Regions from separate parts of the Mus musculus genome. Here region 2 is linked to region 1. A link is a contact called in public Hi-C data. All regions are on one chromosome and are shown on one strand. Each heading gives the region's core, a stretch centred on a gene start, on an enhancer-like site or on the middle of the called end of the contact. The rest is flanking DNA. Distances are from core to core; before and after follow the strand shown.

Region 1 (3,528 bases), core at 613-3,112:
TGCCACCAAAATGAAGAAACATTTGCCAGAACTGTGTGCCACCACTGACTAGATTTGTAGTTGTTACAAAAGTCATCTCTGCATTCACATGCAGTCATATATACAAGCATAACATGCACACACGCACACGCACACACTCACACACACACATGCTAGATGGCAGATGAGGTAATTGGTCTTTGAAGATTCAAATAAATTTGGCTGAGCCCCCAACCCACATGTGTTGAGAAATCCATGCTGCTCAGGCAGCCTCAGAGTTTGCCTGGGAGGGGGCAGGAGAAGGGGGGAGGGGGCAGGAGAAGGGGGGAGGGGGAGAGGAGGGGGAGGGAGGGGGAAGACAAGGGGGGAGCCCTCTCCCTAATCCCTTCAGCTTCTCAGCTTCAGTTCTTGCCAAATTAGGTCATAGAGTGATTGCTTTTGCATCCCAAACATAGACATGTTCTCCTACCCCCCTACCCCCACCCTAAACCCCAGATGCAAAAAGGCGTGAGTTATTATTCTTTAGCTCATTGTCTTAATCCATTTCCTGTTGCTATGATAAAACATCCTGACAGAAGGAACTTGGGGGAGAAAGGGTTGGTTTTAATTCACAGTTCCAGGTTTGTCCATCATTGTGGAATCAAGGCAGAAGGGACCTGAAGCCATCATGTTCATAGTCAAGAACAGAGAGCAAGTTAATGCACGCATCTCTGCTCTCTCTCTCTCTCTCCCTGTTTCTCTCTCTCTCTTGTAGAGTCCCAGATCCAAAGCTAGGGACTGGTGGCACCCAGTTTTAGCGTAGGTCTTCCCACACCAATCAACATAATCAAGTCAATAGTCAACAATAATCAAAACAATCTCTCACAAGCAGCCTTGGTGTAGACAATCCCTCATTGAGACTTTACTAGGTGATTGTAGATCGTGACAAACTAACCGTTAAGCTAAACATCACATTCATGGGTCACTGTTACCAGTGATCCCAGCTAGGTATTCCATCTGTCTGTGTCTGTCTGTCTATCCCCTGACTACTTATCCATCCATTCACATATTCATCCAGACATTCTCTGGTCTATTGCCTCACTCCGTGCCATACCATCTGTGATGTTTGATATTAATTGGCAGCCTGACATGATTTGTAGTCACCGTGGGAACACTTCTGAATGTGTCTCTGAGAACATTTCCAGAAAGACTTAACTAATCCACTGTAATAGTTTGAATGAGAAATGTCCCCTAGAGTCTTAGACATTCGAACATGTGGGCCCCAGTTGATGGAGGGTTAGGAAATGTGGCCCTTCGTTGCACTGCAACTGCACTGGAGGGGGACTTTGAAGTTTCAAAAGCCACTCTCTATTTCCAAGTCAACTTCCTCTGCTTCCTGTTAGCCCTTCAAGACTCCAGCCCTAAGCTTCCTGCTGCCACGGCTCCACAATGACTTCCCAGAATCAGGTGGGACTTGTAGTCACTTTGGGCCTGAGGATGGCCTTGAACTTGAACAAGTGCTGGGACCACGAGTGTGTGCCACTGCACACGGTGTGTGCAGTACTGGGGATCAAACCCAGGGCTTTGTGAATTCCAGGAGAGCACACTGACAAGTGAGCCACATCTCCAGTTCCCCTTCATTTCTCAAACATACCTTCTTGGAGGCACGTTATTGGTTCATTCCAGTCTGTCCCAGTGACTTCTCTCTAGATGATAATGATGAGATTCTAGATACCACGGACCTTGGACAAAAAGGGCTACATTGGAAAGCCAAACTTTGAATAGCAGGAATCCTCTGGGAAAAAAAAAAAAACAACTCCCAGCTGCATATGTAAGCCAAGGCTGTCATCGGGCCTCAGCCGACCACGCTTCCTCCAGCAGCTGTCCGTGTCAGAGAACATTTGGGCCTCGGCTGACCATATCCCAGCCCTGTACTAGTTACTCAGTAAGACCCTCTTGGGATGTCCCGCCCACCTCTCCTTTCCAAAATGATCCTGTCCCAGAACGAGAAAACATGTTCGGCATGGTAGTATTCTCTCTCTCTCTCTCTCTCTCTCTCTCTCTCTCTCTCTCTCTCTCTCTCTCTCCCCTCTCTCTCTCTTCTGTTCTCACTCTGCCAAACTCATCCCTCTGAATGCATTTTTCTTTCCTCCAGATCAAGGTTTCTGGGGGAGACACCACCCATAATTCAGACAGGAGAAAGGAGTTCCAAAGGGGATCGAGGTCAGAGCTGTGTTCGGTGTTTGAGCCGAGTCCGGCTTCCCATTTCCAGATTCCTCCGGAGGGCCTCTCATGTGATGCTGGCTGGAGAGTCAGCATTTGTCCGTTCCAAGTTCTTTCACTAAACTGCAGCACAGTTCCTGATTTAAAAACCACATGTTACGTGGCATGTCTTCCTCCAGTTTCCACAGAACCCAGCCATGAGCCACCAACAGTGTGGGAAAAACAGTCAAGACATCTCCATTTGGTTTGTGCTTGAGATGGATCCTGAGGCCTTGTGTGGACTAGCCTGGTACCCTACCATTGAGACAAATGCAGTCCCTTAAGGAGGGCTCTCTGAAGAACCTCCCTGGGGAGCCCAGGTCCCTTTCTTCCCAGGTCCCATCCTTCTTCATCCAAAGTCACTTGGCTTAATCCTTATTTTGGTTGTTTACAGCATCGTCTGATAGAAGGAAAATGTTCAGGATGGACCAGAGATGCCCAGAACTCAAAAGCCATCTGAGGATAGCTCTTAAGAACTTTGGGACATTTGTTTGGATGTCACTTTCCCTGTAGTTACCTTATCTCTGTATTTTCTCCATTCTCCTTTTAGACCTTTGAGTGTCTGCACTGGCTAGTACACTAGTGTTCTTACTGCCCTCAGGTATCACAGGCATAATTATTTCCCATTTTTAGGAGAGTAAATAACACCACAAAAGATCACCTCAAACATGGACTGTTCTTTTCCATCCAAACTCTAAGAGATGGACCTACTAAAGTCAATGCTTATACAGGAGTTTAGATGTTTTAGAAAAAACATAGCCACAGAATCTCGGAGAACAGGTGAGCTAGGATTGTCCTGACAGTTTGGGGAGTAACCCCCAGGTGCTCGCTGCAGACTCAGGAATCCCCAGTCCACAGGCTCCTCCTGCATCAGAAGCTGACTCCATCACTGCCTCTCGGCCCTGTCTCCATTTCTCTGGCCCCTGCTGAAGAGTGGCCCAGTGTCTCTGGACCCTCTCGTCCACCACCCTGGCCTTGGACATGGCATGGATCACCGAACCTCACTGCACCTCATCTGACATGGAACGTGGGCTCATATCTTCTTCCAGCCACATTTTTAGGGACCCTTGACCAAGCGCCCCCAAGAAGAAGTTTGAGGGAAATTCATGAGGGCCTGCCCACCATCTGGACTACTTCTGGGTCTCAGAAGTTCTCTGGCCATGTCAGTAGAAGCCAGGGTGGGAGGACTTCTTAGTACACTTCCCAGTTACAACCCTTCAGCATGGTTCTTGGCCCCCACCATGTGCATGCAATGAATTTCTACCTCCAGAACCCCAAAGCTTTTCCAGGCTTCTGTTGTCTCCTTAA
Region 2 (3,528 bases), core at 758-3,257, 120 kb before region 1:
CATTCGGAGAACCTTGAACATAACTGGATTGTAATTCGATGTTCAGCGAGTGTCTGGAAACTGTCCTACTATCTACATAAAGTTTCATCCTAGCCTGGTCTGCTCTTCCACATTGAGGACATGTTACCTTTAAATGAATCATCCAAGTAGTTATGCAACTAACTAATCAAACTGATTTTAATTTCCATATGATTCACATGAAGTTTGATTTTTTTTTTCCCCTCTCTAGGTGAAAATGCATTTTACCTGCCTCCAGATCTCAGGAAACAGTGTGATTGGTTCCAAGGGGACCAACCAGTGAAGAATGGCGTGAAGTTTGGTCACAAACAGATGTAAGTAGTTATGATTGTCAAACCAAATATCATAGCACGAGAGTAGCTGTAGAGGCTCTCCAGCCAATCCCTAGCTTCATGGATTGAGATATTGAAATATAGAAATATGAATTCCCTAAAATAGTGTGAGTTCTTAAACATTCTTTTGTATTGGTTAGCTTTGTTACATAATGAAGTACCCAGAATTTAGTAACTTAAAACAAGAATAATTTGCAATCCTGTGGGTTAGAAATTTCTGACTGGGTTTAGCTGGGTGGTCTGTCTGTCTGTCTGTCTGTCTGTCTGTCTGTCTCCCAGCCTCCTTTATGTTGATGATGATAAATTTCTCAGCTACAGACAGGCTGGTCTAACCTGGTCTTAGTGGGAAGATTCATCTCTGCTCTACATGATTTCTTATCTTCCAGTGGCATAGCCTGGGCTTGTTTGCAAGTTGATCAGGAGGGTTTTCATTAGAAAAGGACTAAATATAAGTTCTCTTGAGACATAAGCCAGGCCTAGCACATTGTCATTTTAAACCACATTTTATGGGTCAAATATGCCCAGAGCCTAGATTGAAGTGTGGCAAGCATGAACAGAGTTGGGGACTATATTACATTATACATCCTTTCCCCTGTCTCTATCCTTTCTTTTTGTCTTTTTGAGATCTTACTGACTAGTTCATGTTGGCCTAGACCTTACTCAGTAGCCCAGGCTGGTCTCAAACTCGTGGCAATTCTCCTGCCTCATCTTTCCAATGTGTTAGGATTACAAGTGTGAGCCACCCACCTCACCTAATAAGTAGATACTTGATAGTGCAAGCAAATAATACTGATTTTGTTGCATACAACTCAGTTGATTGTTTAAATTAAAACATTGTTAAATATTTATTCTTTTCCCTTTTACTTAGCACCTTTTCTTTTCCATTGAAAATGGGGTAACAGATTTATGAATAATTAATGTAATTATTTCAAATAATTCTATTTTAATATTCTGTGCAATATTTTCTTAGAGGCAGACTCTGAAAGTAAGAGCTATAGTATATGTAACATTATAGAAGGTTTATAGAAACCAGCACCTTCATGCTGTTAAACAGCAAGTTCCCTGTAGATCATAGGGTTATGACTCTATAGCATGCAAAAGTATGGCTATAGGTAATGTTTGATTTGTTTTTAACAGAAACCCTCCACATACTGCTAATTCAAGTCTTACATCCAAAGTTGTGACCACAATGAAGCCAGTGACAACGACCAAACCAACAGCAATTGTAAACCTGCCACCTGCTAAGCCAGCCCCAGCGAGGCCAGCCCCTGCTCAGCCAGTTCTTGCTAAGCCAGACCCCGCAAAACCAGCCCAAGCAAGGCCAGCCCCTGCTAAGCCAGCTTCTGCTAAGTTGGTGCCTCCTCAGCCAGTCCATGTTCAGCCAGCCCCTGCCCAGACAGCTTCTGTAAGACCAGCCCCCGCTAAGCCAGCCCCTCCTCAGCCAGCTGCTGCTAAGCCAGTCCCTGCTAAGCCAGCAGTCCCTGCTCAGCCAGCCCCTCCTCAGCCAGCTGCTGCTAAGCCAGTCCCTGCTAAGCCAGCAGTCCCTGCTCAGCCAGCCCCTCCTCAGCCAGCTGCTGCTAAGCCAGTCCCTGCTAAGCCAGCAGTCCCTGCTCAGCCAGCCGCTGCTCAACCAATGCCTGCTCAGCCAGTCCTTACTAAATCAGCCGCTGTGAAACCAGCCTCTGCCAACAAGCCTGTGGCAGCCAAACCTGTGGCCACGAACACAGCCACAGCCACAGCCAGACCTGCATTAGCAGCGAAGCCTGCTGCAGCGAAGCCTGCAGCAACGAGACCCCTTGCTGCTGCCATAAGGCCAGTTGCTACCAAGCCAGAGGCCCCCAGGCAACAGGCCAAACCAGCTGCCACCAAGCCAGCCACTACTAAGCCCTTGGGTAAGAAAGCCTGCTTAGAGACACCATCTTTTATGCCTGCATTTAATACTCCAAGGACATGGCCCTGGAAGCTGGTCTACAGGGTAGGCTGATGACCCAAGGTGGGCATAGTTACATAATAGACCTTAGAAGATGCTAGCCAGACATAGGGTTGTCCACATATTGCTTTTCTCTGCATCGTGAAGCAGTTTTCCCTTGTACAACCTCTCAAGGATGCTGGGGTCCTGAGGAAGACTGATGCTTCCTGTACGTTCAGCCCTGCTTCCCTGGCTGTAGCTTCTCTGCTGTAGAGCCCCATCCTGGTTCTCTGGCTCTTCAATATTTCTGTCCCTATCTTCCATGGTATTCCCTGAGCCTTAGGAACAGAGGCTGTGTTTTAGATGTTATCAACTAGAGCAGGACACTCCATGGTCAGTTGTTCTCCCAATTTTCTCACTGTGATGAATTGTTTCTGCTGCAAAAAGAAGCATCTTTGATGAGGGGTGAAAGCTATGCTTATCTGTGGGTATAAAGATAGGTGTTTAGAAATCACATGGCAGCATAGTAGGCTCTTCTCTGGGTCCCATGGCCTCACCATCCATGGGCAGCTGACGAGGTCCTATGATGCTCTCATCTATAAAGTTCAACCTCAAGAACCCTGTAATAGAGCCATACAAGAAATGTTTTGAAATATTTTAAGTAAGCTTATGATTTTATGTTGGGCCATACCCACAGGTATCCTTGGTTGCATTGTAGAATGTGGGCTATGCGTTGAGTGCTCCTGACTCCGAGTGAGAGAGAAAGGAGAAGCTTGCCATTTTGTTCTGGTTAGGCAGCAGAGTGGAGTCTTTTTCTCTCTCCCTCCCTCCCTCCTTCCCTTATTTCCTCCCTCCCTCCTTCCCTCCCTCCCTCTCTTCTTTTCTTTTTTCTTTGCCTGCCTGCCTGCCTTCCTTCCTTTCTTTCTTCCTTCCTTCCTTCCTTCCTTCCTTCCTTCCTTCCTTCCTTCCTTCCTTCCATACTTCCTTTTTTGCTGGAACTAAACTTGCTCCCCTTCTAATGTGACTCAGAAAGATCAAAGCTGGTCCTGTGCTAATCTATTCCTTCTTTCCAAAAGGGATGTGGTCACAGAAAGGGGCCTCACACTGAGTATTGTGGCAGTATCAGGGGTTGGTTCAATAAAGTGAGAAATGACACCTCAGAAACTCAGTTCTCCCTCAGAGGCTGACCAGCATGTTCATTCTGACCCAAGAAAAGCACTTTCCTGATTTTATGTGTGTGTGTGGAGGGGGGGGGGGATGGGGATGAGT

The links. A called contact is a pair of places that touch in the nucleus more often than the background predicts.
Region 2: a contact with region 1 is called in a Hi-C map of cerebellum, with 2.3 times the contacts expected there. The contact joins two enhancer-like sites. A contact is called at or near these places in 18 of 484 Hi-C or Micro-C datasets (3T3-L1-derived adipocytes, the C2C12 cell line, the F1.1 cell line and 10 more), 4 of 115 datasets of contacts at active chromatin or transcription factors (cardiomyocytes, embryonic stem cells, fibro-adipogenic progenitors and 1 more) and 3 of 9 other capture datasets (adipose tissue, liver and pancreatic islet).

The regions. Positions count from the first base shown.
Region 1 is chr1:90,655,410-90,658,937 of GRCm38.p6, reverse strand. No RefSeq gene overlaps it. Among named protein-coding and RNA genes, the nearest start is that of Gm35242, 8.1 kb to the right of the region's middle. Within about 2 kb of position 1,862, at least 30 of the 459 cell types and tissues checked have an H3K27ac peak or open chromatin away from gene starts, as enhancers often do. A contact at or near this core is called in cerebellum, where this site is marked.
Region 2 is chr1:90,774,245-90,777,772 of GRCm38.p6, reverse strand. Col6a3 (collagen, type VI, alpha 3) reads left to right here. Exons shown (of 44, transcript NM_001243008.1): 39 at 230-332; 40 at 1,488-2,242. Among named protein-coding and RNA genes, the nearest start is that of Gm41918, 12 kb to the right of the region's middle. Within about 2 kb of position 2,007, at least 69 of the 459 cell types and tissues checked have an H3K27ac peak or open chromatin away from gene starts, as enhancers often do. A contact at or near this core is called in cerebellum, where this site is marked.